3 separate regions of the Zea mays genome follow, and all the other regions are linked to region 3. The links are chromatin contacts, called in public Hi-C maps. All regions are on one chromosome and are shown on one strand. Each heading gives the region's core, a stretch centred on a gene start, on an enhancer-like site or on the middle of the called end of the contact. The rest is flanking DNA. Distances are from core to core; before and after follow the strand shown.

Region 1 (3,999 bases), core at 93-2,592, 260 kb before region 3:
AGTCTCTCCCTCTCTTTCTTTTGATTAGAATTAAGTTAATTAGGATAGGGATTAAGTATTTATTTTGTTAAAACAATGTGAGTCATGAAATGTTGCATTATGTTGAGCCTAAATTATTCTTTTGTTTGATGCACATGTTTGAAAGGGTTTGAATTTGCATTTGGTTTGAATTTGATTTGGAAACCCTAGAGAAAATAAATAGAAAAGCCATTAGAAATTCCAGGAAAAAGGGAAAAACCAATTTGGCCCAACCAGCCCAGCTCGGCCCATCTAAGCCTCGCGCGCGCGTGCGCCCGCATGTCCGCCCTCCCCCTGACAGGCGGCCCCCCAAATTCTTCGATGCTAGCGCCTAAGGTTCTAAAGTTTGTTATGGATGCAGATTGCTATCCAAATGTTACAATTGCCTATCGAATTCTCTTAAACGTACCTGTGACTGTATGTTTGGCTGAAAGAAATTTCTCAAAATTGAAGTTGTTGAAGGACTATCTGAGATCAGCTATATCACTGTAAAGGTTGAATGGCTTGGCTATGTACTGTATTGAGAAGGATATCTTGGACACTATTGATTCCAATAATGATTTTGCATCAAGAAATGCTCGAAAAAGTATCTTTTTTATGAGAAGCAATGAATGTGATTAAGTTTTGTTCTTCGTTATGGTAATCATAATAGCTCCAAGATACAAATATATTATTATTTTGGTCAACTTTATTTCTCGATAATTATTTGACATGTTAAATTAAATATATCAATGTATTTGTTTTTATTTTACAAATAAAATTAGCGTATATATATATTTATATATATCATAAAATTTTTATATAGTTTAAAGAGTCTATCATGATAAGTTCACTATCTATATGTTTGGTTGTCTGCATTAGGAGACCCAGATTCTTCACATGAATTGACTATGAGTCAGCACATATTTAATTCATTGTATTTAGGATGTCAAACGCGTATGTGAGCCAGGCTGCGCACAAGCACCCATCCAATCATACGGTGTATGTGACGCTAGACGAGGGCTGAACACGCCTGACAAGAATCTTTGCAGATCACTTGCGTGACTCATCGAGACGTGGGCGGAACGATGGAACCACCAGGATGCCACGAAAAGTTAAAAGAAAAACCCTACTAGTATTGCGCCGAGCACAAAAACCCATGACCACAGGTCACGCTCACGCCGCACGGACCGGACAGACGCCCAGAAAGATAGGGCTGCCCGCTGCCCCTGCCTCTGCCATCCTTTTCCTGCAGCAGATGACACGGCCGCGGGCCCGCGGCAGAAGAGAGAGCCCAAATCATAGCCACAAAAGCCACGCACGCGGGGCGCTTGTCTTGCGCGCACGAAAACCCACATCCACCGCGGCGCCACACCGCGTGCGTCGGCTGCTTGCTGCCCCGTGTTCCTTGGCTCCCGCCGACACCGAGCGCCGACACCGAGCGCCGCCACCGCCATGGCTGCCCCGCCCCGCGCCACCGCGGTCCTCGCGTGGTGCGCTCACTCTCGCGCGTTCTCTCTCGTGCGCGAGGGGCGCGGCGGGCAACTCCGTTTCTCGCGTCGCGGCGGGCCACTGATTGCTCTGGTTCTCGTTTTGTACAGGGGTTCCGGGGAGGACGGGCAGCTTGGCATGGGCGGGAACGAGGAGAAGGACTGGGCACACTGCGTGGAGGCACTCGGTTCCTACGCCGTCACCGCCGTCGTAGCCGGTAGCCGCAACTCCCTCGCCATCTGCGAAGACGGCCGCGTGCGTCCCCTTCCCCAACCCGTTGCCTGTTGATCGTGCTTGTTCATTTCCTGGAGAGCTTCTGTTCTGACCCGATTGCTTGGGCTGGGGTTCCTTGCCGTGCGCAGCTCTTCACTTGGGGGTGGAACCAGCGCGGCACGCTCGGGCACCCGCCGAAGACCAAGACGGAGAGCTCCCCTGGCCCCGTCCACGCCCTCGCGGGGTTGAAGATCGTCCAGGTGCGCCTCAGTTCCGCTTTACCCTGCGAGGTTCATGTCCGTGTGCTGCTGACGGAAGAGGCTCTGCCTATGGTTTCCTTGGTTCATTCAGGCGGCGATTGGTGGGTGGCATTGCCTTGCAGTTGACGACAATGGGCACGCCTACGCCTGGGGTAGGGGCACTCGCTTCCCTGCGTTTTCCGTGACTGGTTTCTGGTTGCTTACTTGCTTTGATGCAATGTGCATGGATTGTGCAGGGGGAAACGAGTACGGGCAGTGCGGTGAGGAGCCTGAGAGGAAGGAGGACGGGACGAGGGCGCTCAGGAGGGACATCCCGACCCCACAGCGGTGCGCACCCAAGCTCAAAGTCCGGCAAGTGAGTGGAATTGGATTCGAGCGTTGTGCAAGTAGTGTGGAAATGTTTTTGGATTTTTTTTTTCCAATTTTGGTTCAGTGCGTTGGTTGGAAGGAATCCAACTAATTTTGGATCATGTTGTCACTTTAGCATATGCTTTGTTGCTAAGGAAGTAGTCTGATCACAAACCACATATAAGATAGTTTGTATGATGGAACCGGACAGTTGTAGTGTCTATAGCTCAAATGAATTATTCCTGTCGTGAAATGATGCGGCAACTTTTGGGTGCTGTACTCATGATTTCAGTTTGTTAGCTTTTGGCTTGCTTATTCATTTGCTAATTCTAGGTAGCTGCTGGAGGGACACATTCAGTGGTTTTGACTCAAGAAGGTCACGTTTGGACATGGGGACAGCCATGGCCTCCTGGTGATATGTATGGGGCCTTATGATGAAATATCTTTTTTTATTTTCTTCTTGAATCTACTGTTGATCATGTGTCTTCTCTCAGCAAGCAAATATCGACACCAGTACGCGTGCAAGGCCTTGAGAAAGTGAGGGTCATTGCTGTAGGTGCATTCCATAATTTGGCACTCACAGAGGATGGAATTTTGTGGGCATGGGGTAATAATGAGTATGGTCAGCTGGGGACTGGAGATACCCAACCAAGATCACACCCTATACGCGTTGAAGGACTATCTGATCTCTCACTGGTGAGTCAGATTGATTCCTTTTCTTTGTTTTTCTGACACGTTTTGGAATTAGTTTGTCATCAGTGACTTTCACAAGCTATTGCCAAATGAGCTTATTTTAAGGACGACAAACCAAGATATTTTTCCCCTCTAAACTTAGTTCTTTTTCCCCAAGCTCGATCTCTCATTGGTTCAGCTTTCATTTAGCTAACAAGCTTCATCCTTTTGGGGCCTTCCACTTATTGTCATTGCACACTAGGAATACTATGTTTGAAATTGATTAAGCAAAGAATGACATCCTGGTTCTTTTTTTGAGGACACCACTGTATGTGCATAAATTCATAATTTGTCTGCACATTGCTTTCCTGATTTCTCACTTGTTGCATATACTCCAACATCTTAAATTTTCAGGTTGACATTGCTGCTGGAGGCTGGCATTCAACTGCACTAACTATACAGGGAGAGGTATTTCCATTATCTTGATTCTTTAATTCAGGGTTATCATCTTATTATGTGCTGTTTTATCCTGTCAAGGCACCAGATGACACAAACATATTGAGGGACAGGCTTTTCTTTCTTGCTTTGGAAATAAACTTCATGAAAAATGTTGTCATGTCATTTTGGCTGCAGATAAATTCACTTCCTTGCTATTTATTCAGAGCATGCTTTAAAGATGTCCAGATTATAAAGTACCAAAAATATACATATTATACGATGAAAGTAACCTAGAGGAGTGTGTTGACCACGTTGAGCCCCTGAACCAAATACAAAGTCAGTAGTTGTTCCAAAAAAAAAAGCTACAGACTCAGTCTGGCTTGAGTTCCATTGATTCAGATCTATCTGTACCTTATTCTGCATTTTCTAGAAACAAATATTAATGGCATGGAAACATGTATTTTACCATAGTAAAACTGGCATTGGTCACAATAAACGACAAGAGGAGAAACGTTAGGCACAATAAAAGACGAGGAGAAACGTTAGCACTGCAGGGTAGATATTGTACTGCATAGGGGTA
Region 2 (4,411 bases), core at 782-3,281, 230 kb after region 3:
GTCCATCACTTTATCTTTCTTCCGAGATAAATAAAGTGAAGGATGAAGGTGAAGCTTGGTTCAATTGTGTTGTCTTGTTTTTCGTCTTACACAGGAATAAAACACGAGTAACCAAAAATGTACATCTATATATGCATATATATGGTCGAGAAACTTATATGTTCACACAGATTATATATAAAGGAAAAACTTAAAATTTAAAGTAATTAAATAAGAAAACTATAAAAAAAATTGAATAGAAAAATTCTTTAGACCTTGTTTAGTTGCGTGAGAGGGTTGAGGAATATTAAATTTCACTCTATTCAATTTTAACTAGAGAGAAATTAACCCTTCGATATAGACGCAACCGAGTAATTCCTTAGTTAATTTTGGTATTATTAACAAGGACTAAAGATTTTATTTAATTTTAGTTGTCTAACCTGATAATAATCCCTCCTTTAATACGGGTTTACTAAAAAAATCGAGACTAAAAGGATTTCGTAGTCCAATCCTCACATATGGTTACTACTGGAAAACGCAATAGGCACCACACACCCATAGAAAACAGCTAGCGCTATTTGGCGTATTATGTGATTATCACCCATCTTGGAATGGTTTAACAAATCTTGATTATATAACTAGAAAGCAGTTGCAGTTAACAGAATGAACAACCGTCGTGTCGGAGTAATTTGCTAGTTTAGTGCAGTGACCAGTAAGGTGTAAGGAGGTGCATATCTCATTTATTAAAGGGGTTAACTGCCTAATAGCTAGAGAAGAGCACAATCTTGTTCCCTGGCTCCTGGTCAAACGCAACGCCGCTCCTGATCTGCAGCTGGTTTGCATAGTCGTCGTCGTAGACAGGGGATGGCGACAGCGGCTGCTGCGCCAAGGAGTCGTCCCACGACGCGACCATGTCGTCTAGTAGCCCCATCTGGAACGCGATGTCGGGGAACTCCAAGTCCATGAGCGGGAACAGCGGGTCCTCGTCGCGGCTCAAGGACGACGACACGGAGTCGGAGGCTGCAGAGTAGGACGTCGTGGTCGTGGTCGAGAAAATCGTCGACGTCGGCGGCGCCGTCCGCCCGTCGTCCAGAGGCACCATGATCTCGTCCGGGTCCATCATGGGTACCTCGTCGGTGCAGAAGCCTGGGTAGTAGTTGCTGAGGAGCGGCACGTCATCGTCACCTGCTTCTTGCTGGCTAGCTGGCGTCATCACCGGTACTGCCGTCTTCTCCTGTGGAGGCTTCGGCGACGGAGATGGCGGCGCTTCCGGCGAGCCACCTGTGGCGGTGTGCGGTGGGCTCTGGTGGTCCTTCGGCGGATGCGGATCAGGCGGCGGGAGGGGCTTGTGGGTGAGGGGGTCGATCCCCATCTTCCTGAGCTTCTTCTTGATGTGGGTGTTCCAGTGGTTCTTAATCTCGTTGTCCGTTCGTCCTGGCATGTGCGACGCAATCTTTGACCACCTAACATTTTTTAAGAACATTAAAAAAAAAGAAAACTAAGCTTATTTTCCTTCAAATATGTAATCTAAGATAGATACAGAACACAGTTCATTTTCAGAAGTGGGGGTATGCAATGCATGCATGGCACCTGTTGCCGAGCTGAGCATGCAGGTCGATGACGAGCTTCTCCTCGGCGTCGGAGAGCAGGCCCCTCTTGAGGTCCGGCCGCAGGTAGTTGGTCCAGCGCAGCCGGCAGCTCTTCCCGCACCGCAGCAGCCCTGCATGGCATGGCAACGCGCGACAAGCTTCTCTCGTCATGACAAAAGCTGCGACGATCGATCGAGCATGCACGTACATAGATAGATAGATACGCACCGGCAAGCTTGGGCACGGCGCGCCAGCAGCACTGCCTGTTGCCGAGGATGAAGCTGACGAGCTTCTGGTCCTCCTCCGCTGTCCACGGCCCCTTCTTCAGCCCCACCTTGTCGCAGCACGGCTGCCGACCCATGGTAGCTTAGCTAGAGGCGATGGGCTCGCAGCTCGATCGATCACAATTGAGCGGATGGACGATGGTCGCGAGCTGCTGCGATGTGTGCTGTAGACTGTAGACGACGGGCCGGGGGGTGCTCGAGGTGCAGTGCAGTTCCGTCCTGCTGCGTGCCTTTATAAGGCAACGGGGCGGAGCATGGGAGAGGACATGCACGTACATAGATATACTATTAACCGTAATGCATGTCATGCGTCGACTATGCGTGATCCATCGACCACGCTATTTATCTATCTATACCATTATATAATCTAACAGTTTAAACTTTGCAAAACTCACTCAATAAATTGTAGCCAGATTTAATATACTATTAAAATCAACAGATCAGATTACTGGATAACTCATCCTCCCTTAATCAATCAAATATGATAATCAATATTATTTAAATCATCCTTCATCGCTCATCTCTTGTCTCTCCTACGACCCCGCCCCTACATCTCACTCTTGTCACCGCAGCCGGCACCTTCCTCGCGCCACTATCGCCGTCGTTGTCGCCGTCGCGGTCAAACCGCTTACTACTGAGATCTATATGCTAGTATTTCACAAAAACAAGGGATGTCGTGGTAGTGGTTAGCAGCTTGCGTGCGTAAGTGTGACGTCGTCGAATCCATGAACCTGAGCGGCGGGGCCCGGGCGGCCGTCAGCACCGTTGGTTGGTTCAATAACCTACCACGTGGCGCCCTGAGGCGGGCGGGCCCGTCTGATGAGCTTCTGCTCATGGGTCCGTTTATGCTTGCGTTGCAATTGCAAGTGCTGCACTGCAAAGCCTACAGCCGTCCGCTGCCTTGTCATATACAAGATCACCTTAACGTACAAATTTATAAGTTTAATCCGTACTATTCGTTCAACAACATTCGGTTGAACCTGTGTAGGTCTTATTTGGGAGCAGGGAGAGGGACTTCGAATCGAAGGGGTTTGAGAGGGATTAATTTTGAGTACAAAGAGATCTAATTCCCTCTAATTATTTTGCAACCGAACAAACTCTAAGGTTTGATTCAATTGCGTCTGGATTGAAGGGATTAAACCCCCTCAATCCTCTTCGATCCAGATGCAATCGAACGCCGTTTAAGGCATAAGAATCATATGGAATTAAGGGAGATTAAATCTTCTTTTATTCAATTTTAAATAGGATTGGATTTGATCCCCTCAATTCTTTCGTAGCTGTACATACCTTAAGGGTCTGTTCGTTTCGCATAGAACGAAGGGGTGGAATAAATCTGACTTGGATTCTTTCAATAATTACTATATATAAGCTTTAGAGATTTGGAATTAATCCTGGTCTGTTTCAGCAGAAACGAACGGGCCCTAAAGGCTTGTTCGGTTAGAAGTAAATTGAGGGGATTAAATCCCCCTCCTATACAAATTGGGATTTAGTCCACTCGAATACCCCTCAATCCACTTCTAACCGAACAAGCTCGGGCTAAAATCTCCTTCAATTCCCTCTAATCCACTTATTCCTAAACTAGTTTTTTTCAAATATATAACTGGGCATGGAATGGGATGAAGAGCGTGAAAGATAGTTCTTATAAAACACATTAGCCGATGATTGATGAACGAACTCAGTCTTATGCATAGGATATGTTTCCATTTTTCTTTCTCCTTTCACGACTGAGCTAAAATTATCATGCACTACCGGAGACAGCTTCTTTTCCGACTCTCAAAAAACCAAAAGCACTCGACAAACTCTTTGCTGATTGCCGCACTCGGCATAGCGTCCTCGGTTAAACTAACATCAGCAACAGAACTTTTTGGTCTGATCGTGTTGTGTGTTTTATTTACGCGGCCGTGGCGAACGATGCGGAATTGTCCAGCCGACCATTGCTAGCGAAAAGCTATTATCATCTAGGCGTAATTCGCATGAATCCGCCGCGTACGTGGTTTTTTTTCTTCGTTCCTCGATTATTTGCTGTCTGGAAATAATGAGAATACGAAACTGCGACGAAACGTGCGCGCGCATGTAGTAGGACACGGAGCGATTATATAGTTATCTCATAACTATAACTATATAACACATACATGCATATATAAGTTATCGAGATATTATATATCCCCGTTACAACGCACAGGTACTGACTTAGTCAACACTGAGTTATGCCATCACTTTAAAAGTTTCTAGCGAGTTGCTTGTTTGCTTTTCTTGCCTCGATCCAAAGAACTTATTTTGCGATTTTGATATAGAGAAACTTGTTCGACTTGGTACTCTATATGATAAGGATTTTTCAGTTATTGAATGTGCAATATTAAGAGAGCAACTTGAGACATACATTGTCCACGTGCGAAGGCATGCTGCTTTTGGTACTTGTGAAGATATTGCATATCTATCTATGAAGATGGTTGAAACTAAAAAAGCATCTTGTGTTCCCTTTGGTTTTCAAGCTAATTGAGTTGGCCTTGTTATTACCCGTCTCAACAGCAAGTGTTGAGAGAATATTTTCGGCAATGA
Region 3 (4,404 bases), core at 1,157-3,656:
TGTTGGTCATGCCCCTCGCCACTGGAGCTTCTCCACTAAGGCAGAGGCGAACCTCGTGCAGGGCGCGTCTGAGGCAGTGCCAGACACACAACACCTCCTGCCGCGCCCGCTCATCATCGAGCTCCCGTCGACGTGGGACAGGGACGAGCCCGACGTTGTGCCGATGGACGTGTGTTGTGCCAGCTGGTGACTCGTGAGCGAGGCCAACAACCTTGCGCCATAGGTGGCAGTGCCACAAAAATGTGTGCCGCATGTGCGGGCATGTTTGATTTGTTGCTTAAGTTGTCACACTTTGCCTAGCTTTTTCTACCTAAGGTTAGTTCAGTTAGCCGCGAACCAAATATGACCTCGACCTCGTGGCACGGGAGTGAGTCGCTTACACGCGCGCCAGCACACTGGTCGGCACCGATGGACGCGATGCCTGGGTGTTCGACATCAACGAGACACTGCTCTCCAATCTCCCCTACTACGCCCAACACGGCTACGGTGATCTGCCCCTCCGTACGTCCGTGTCCGGCGCTCTCTCATCCCTACGTCCACACTCCACACGTCCACAGTCAACACACACAAAAGTGACGAGGGGGAGCAAAAGTGACGATTAGTCTTTGTTTTCCCCTGATTCTTTTTCAAAGGCAATAATATAAAGAAACTCTTTTATAGACTGTTGCTGCAAAAAAAGTACAGGAGGCATATGAGGAGACAGATGAATAATTATCAAGCAATAACGACAGCCTTCTTACAGACACTATGACTATATCTGATGCATATCTTAAAATGAAGACATTATGCATTAACATAAGTCGTGAAATTCAAGCAAATATTCAGATTCACAATCAGAATATACTTCCAAGGTAGCAAATAGGTTTCCAAGCAATAGAATTTTCTTCTATTTATCCACATGTTTGCACATCTCTCACAAATTTGTGTTTTCTTTTAGTTCCATAGATCTGCCAAACATAGCAATATCCCTATATAGTACCGAACTCTGCAAGCGGCTGAAAGGTTTTCATTCTTCAAGTCCCCCCCCCCCCCCCCATCAAGACCAAAACAAAGACTAATCATCATTTTAAGATTCATATTTTTTGCTCCCCTCACCCTGATCACTTTTGACATAATTCTTAATGTGTATTCACTTCATTGTCTTTTAGAATTGTTGTATCGTTAGCACGAGCACCTTACTAGTACAAGTTGTCCACCTCTCCTCGTTATATTAAGGGCTTATTTGGATTATATGCCCCTAAATCCCCACCATTCCTTATGTATCCAAACAAGCCCTATGCTTTTGTGTTGAACTAGTTGTTGCATACAACTTAATATAATATCAACATCAGAGGTCTTAAGTTCAAATCCTAGTTAACACAACTAAATAAAATAATCATTGATCGCTCATATTCTAAGTCTGAAGGGTGAGAGAGCCTCAACGTAATCTCTCCATCAGCTTAAAATTTTCAAAGCATAGATGTGATGCATGAGCTCAATGACATTGAGGAGTGTTGATAGATGGATCAGAAAAATATGACTACATGAGGCTATGCGCTCCTCGGTGGCGGTGGGGCATAAACTAGAAAATTAGGAAGATGGAGTCAATGGTTAGACTCATGTCCAAGTATATGTGCTCGGGCTAGTACGATGTACTATGTCAAAACGATCATAAGTCATCTAAAGATCATTTGAACATTATTAAATGAACTAAGAGTTGTAATATAAAGTTTTGTAGCTATATGGGTTATGCAGTTAACCCATCATATATTAGAGTATTATATAGTAACAATTTGTTGACTCATCACCATGACACCACCGCACCACCCATATAATCCGCAGAACCATGTTTAAAACAAACAACCTCAGTAGATTATTTTGAAGTTTCTAATGCTTTAAGGGGTAGGATACCTAATTATATAGATGAGAGAGTGATGTAGACAATCATCAATATTTAAGAGTTAGTTAGACTTTTTCAATACAAAGAATAAATAGACCAAATTAGACCAATAGCTTGTTTGGTTCTGTGAGCTCTATGCTACTTTAAGATGTTTTGATTGAACTAACTATAAAACCTACTTGAAGTAATTATAAAACATACTTCTCTATCTTCTCTTTTGAAACAGTTACGATACATTTCTCTTTTTTTAGTCATTTAGAAAAAAAAAATAGAAAGCCAAAAATCAAACGTAGGATGTAAAGTGTTGCAAAATATACTAATACAAAAACAGTTTCTTTTAAAAATAAATTTATATTTTACATATTTAGTTATCGTTGTGCCTTATTTAATAAGAAACACTTTCGAGGGAATGAACCATACTCAATTTAATACTTACATCTTTCAGGAAAACGCATACTGCACACCTTTCTGTGTGGGCTGACTTTACGACAACCTTTCCGTTGCCCTATTGCAGTGCAAATGCTTGTCCAAACAGAGCCCAACGAGATACTGAACACTCGGTATATCCTCTCCCTGCGGCCTATGTACAAGCCCAGTTATACAGTCCATAATACAAAATAAGGCCCACTAGTTTCCAGTGCAAGGTGTTTTTTTTTGGTTGCGTTTTCCTTCAACTATTTTGATCATCCACAGTTTTAGTACAAGGCAAAAACACAATGAAAGCATGTAGCATACATATGCTATTGGTTTATAAAGTTACAACCTCAGTTATTTGATTCAATGATTTGGTAAGCCCTAAATTTGGCTGGTCACCAAAGTCCATCTTACCTCTCATATTTGGCTTATCAAATTTATGATATTTTTTTTACCTAACTTTGGCTTGCTAAATCTTTAGCATGATAATCTTTGGTCACAAACACCAAACAGACGAGGCTCAAGTGTCTTGGCCACTAAGAAACCTTAGCAACTGTCAGACCTAGGACTACTCAAAGCACTGAAACAGCCCCCCCCCCCCCAGTTCATGATTGAAGTCTTCAAGCGGGAAAAGCTAATTGATGCAGCGATCCTACTTCGACCAGCTTTTCCCCAGCTAGCAGATCCTTTGAGCCTTTTCTACCGCCTTTCCAGGCACCATTGGTACCGTCCGTTCAAACATTGCGTGGCCTTTTCCAATGCAAATCACATGCCATCGCACAATGAGAAAGATTCCTATATCTATCATTAGTGGTAACTTGTAGGTCTCCAGTCCAACTTAATTAGTTTCTTCTCGGGATTTATTATTATTATGGTTCTCGCATTGCACAGGATGACAACACCCAAAGCTTGTTTGTGGTGTGACTTGCTTTGCCTGTGATGTGACGAAGATCTAACACTCTTCCTGCAAAAAGTTGAGACCGGCAAGAACACTGTTGATTTCATTGTTTATTCACGTTGTAAATTTATGTGACCTTGTTGTTTTGTTAAAAAGATAGCAGGTACGGTGTGGGGTGATGTACTGATGTCTCTTCTGGATTTTTGTCCCAAGCATATCTCAATGGCTATCTTGCCTTTCTTTCTTTTTTCCCAGTGCCCTCTTGCTCTTGGCATTTTATGTTTCTAGCTAGCTTGTTCAAACCTGCATCAGTGTTCTCAAAGATAATGTTATATTCTCAGAGACAGTACGTGTACCTAACTTACTCCTGTCTAAAAAAGTATTCATGACGTTTTTGAGCAGAGGATAGCTAGCTAGCTAGTATATATGTGAGGCGGTAGAGACTCTGATCGCGACAAGTGGATTTTTTATCTGCAAATTGAGATGCAAAGATAAACAGTGTTCATTTCATTTTTTTTCTTCAAATGATTCAGCTGACATGTAGTTTTCTTTGTTCATCACATTTTTCGCATGGCTCTGATAATCTCTTTGTATTTCCATAATATTTCCAGCTTCGAACTAACCAACTATTCTTGTTTAACCCCTCAAATAAACTAGTTTATCTTTCAGACCGAATGGTTAAACTTAACTATTTCCACCTGATGTCCGGAATTTTTTATGTGAAAATCTACTGAACCAACGTAACTGCTGAGAGATTCATAGCCTGTGCCAACTTGTGCTACTGCTAGCAGATCAAATCCAGACCCTTTATATATATATATATATATATATATATATATATATATATATATATATATATATATATATATATATATATATATATATATATATATATATGACATATCCCGTGCAATCACTCATTTTGGTGCAAGCGTGCAATCAAACTATCCAGAGCATCCAGTCTAGATCCAACGGTTTTATATGGAAGTGGTTAAATGTAAAATAGACACTAGGTTTTAGGTAAAAGGGGTTAAATGTAAAATAACAGTTACCTAGATCTAGATCGGATGCACTAGATCGCTTGATTGCATGCTTGCACCAGGATAAGTGATTGCATAAGATATATATATTTGATGCCCTCACACGCACATGCCAAATCCTGTGCTGGTATCAAACACTATTCTAGTTTCTAGCACTGCAAAATGCAGAATAG

The links. Hi-C and Micro-C count contacts between places; a contact is called where the count stands out from the background.
Region 1: a contact with region 3 is called in a Hi-C map of tassel, with 2.1 times the contacts expected there. The contact joins the promoter of LOC100273996 here to the enhancer-like site in region 3. A contact is called at or near these places in 2 of 25 Hi-C or Micro-C datasets (leaf and tassel).
Region 2: a Hi-C map of tassel shows a contact between it and region 3, with 2.5 times the contacts expected there. The contact joins the promoter of LOC100191533 here to the enhancer-like site in region 3. A contact is called at or near these places in 4 of 25 Hi-C or Micro-C datasets (ear, leaf and tassel).

What each region holds. Positions count from the first base shown.
Region 1 is chr1:219,725,854-219,729,852 of Zm-B73-REFERENCE-NAM-5.0, forward strand. It overlaps LOC100273996, which reads left to right and starts at 1,343. Exons shown (of 11, transcript NM_001148382.1): 1 at 1,343-1,490; 2 at 1,599-1,743; 3 at 1,851-1,961; 4 at 2,053-2,113; 5 at 2,198-2,316; 6 at 2,643-2,728; 7 at 2,804-3,005; 8 at 3,396-3,449. The coding sequence starts at 1,453.
Region 2 is chr1:220,214,937-220,219,347 of Zm-B73-REFERENCE-NAM-5.0, forward strand. LOC100191533 reads right to left here and starts at 2,032. Exons shown (of 3, transcript NM_001367463.1): 1 at 1,797-2,032; 2 at 1,570-1,699; 3 at 592-1,442. The coding sequence starts at 1,929. The coding sequence ends at 740.
Region 3 is chr1:219,980,140-219,984,543 of Zm-B73-REFERENCE-NAM-5.0, forward strand. It overlaps the pseudogene LOC109942112. Among protein-coding and RNA genes, the nearest start is that of LOC103643292, 98 kb to the left of the region's middle. Within about 2 kb of position 2,407, at least 15 of the 20 cell types and tissues checked have an H3K27ac peak or open chromatin away from gene starts, as enhancers often do. A contact at or near this core is called in ear, leaf and tassel, where this site is marked.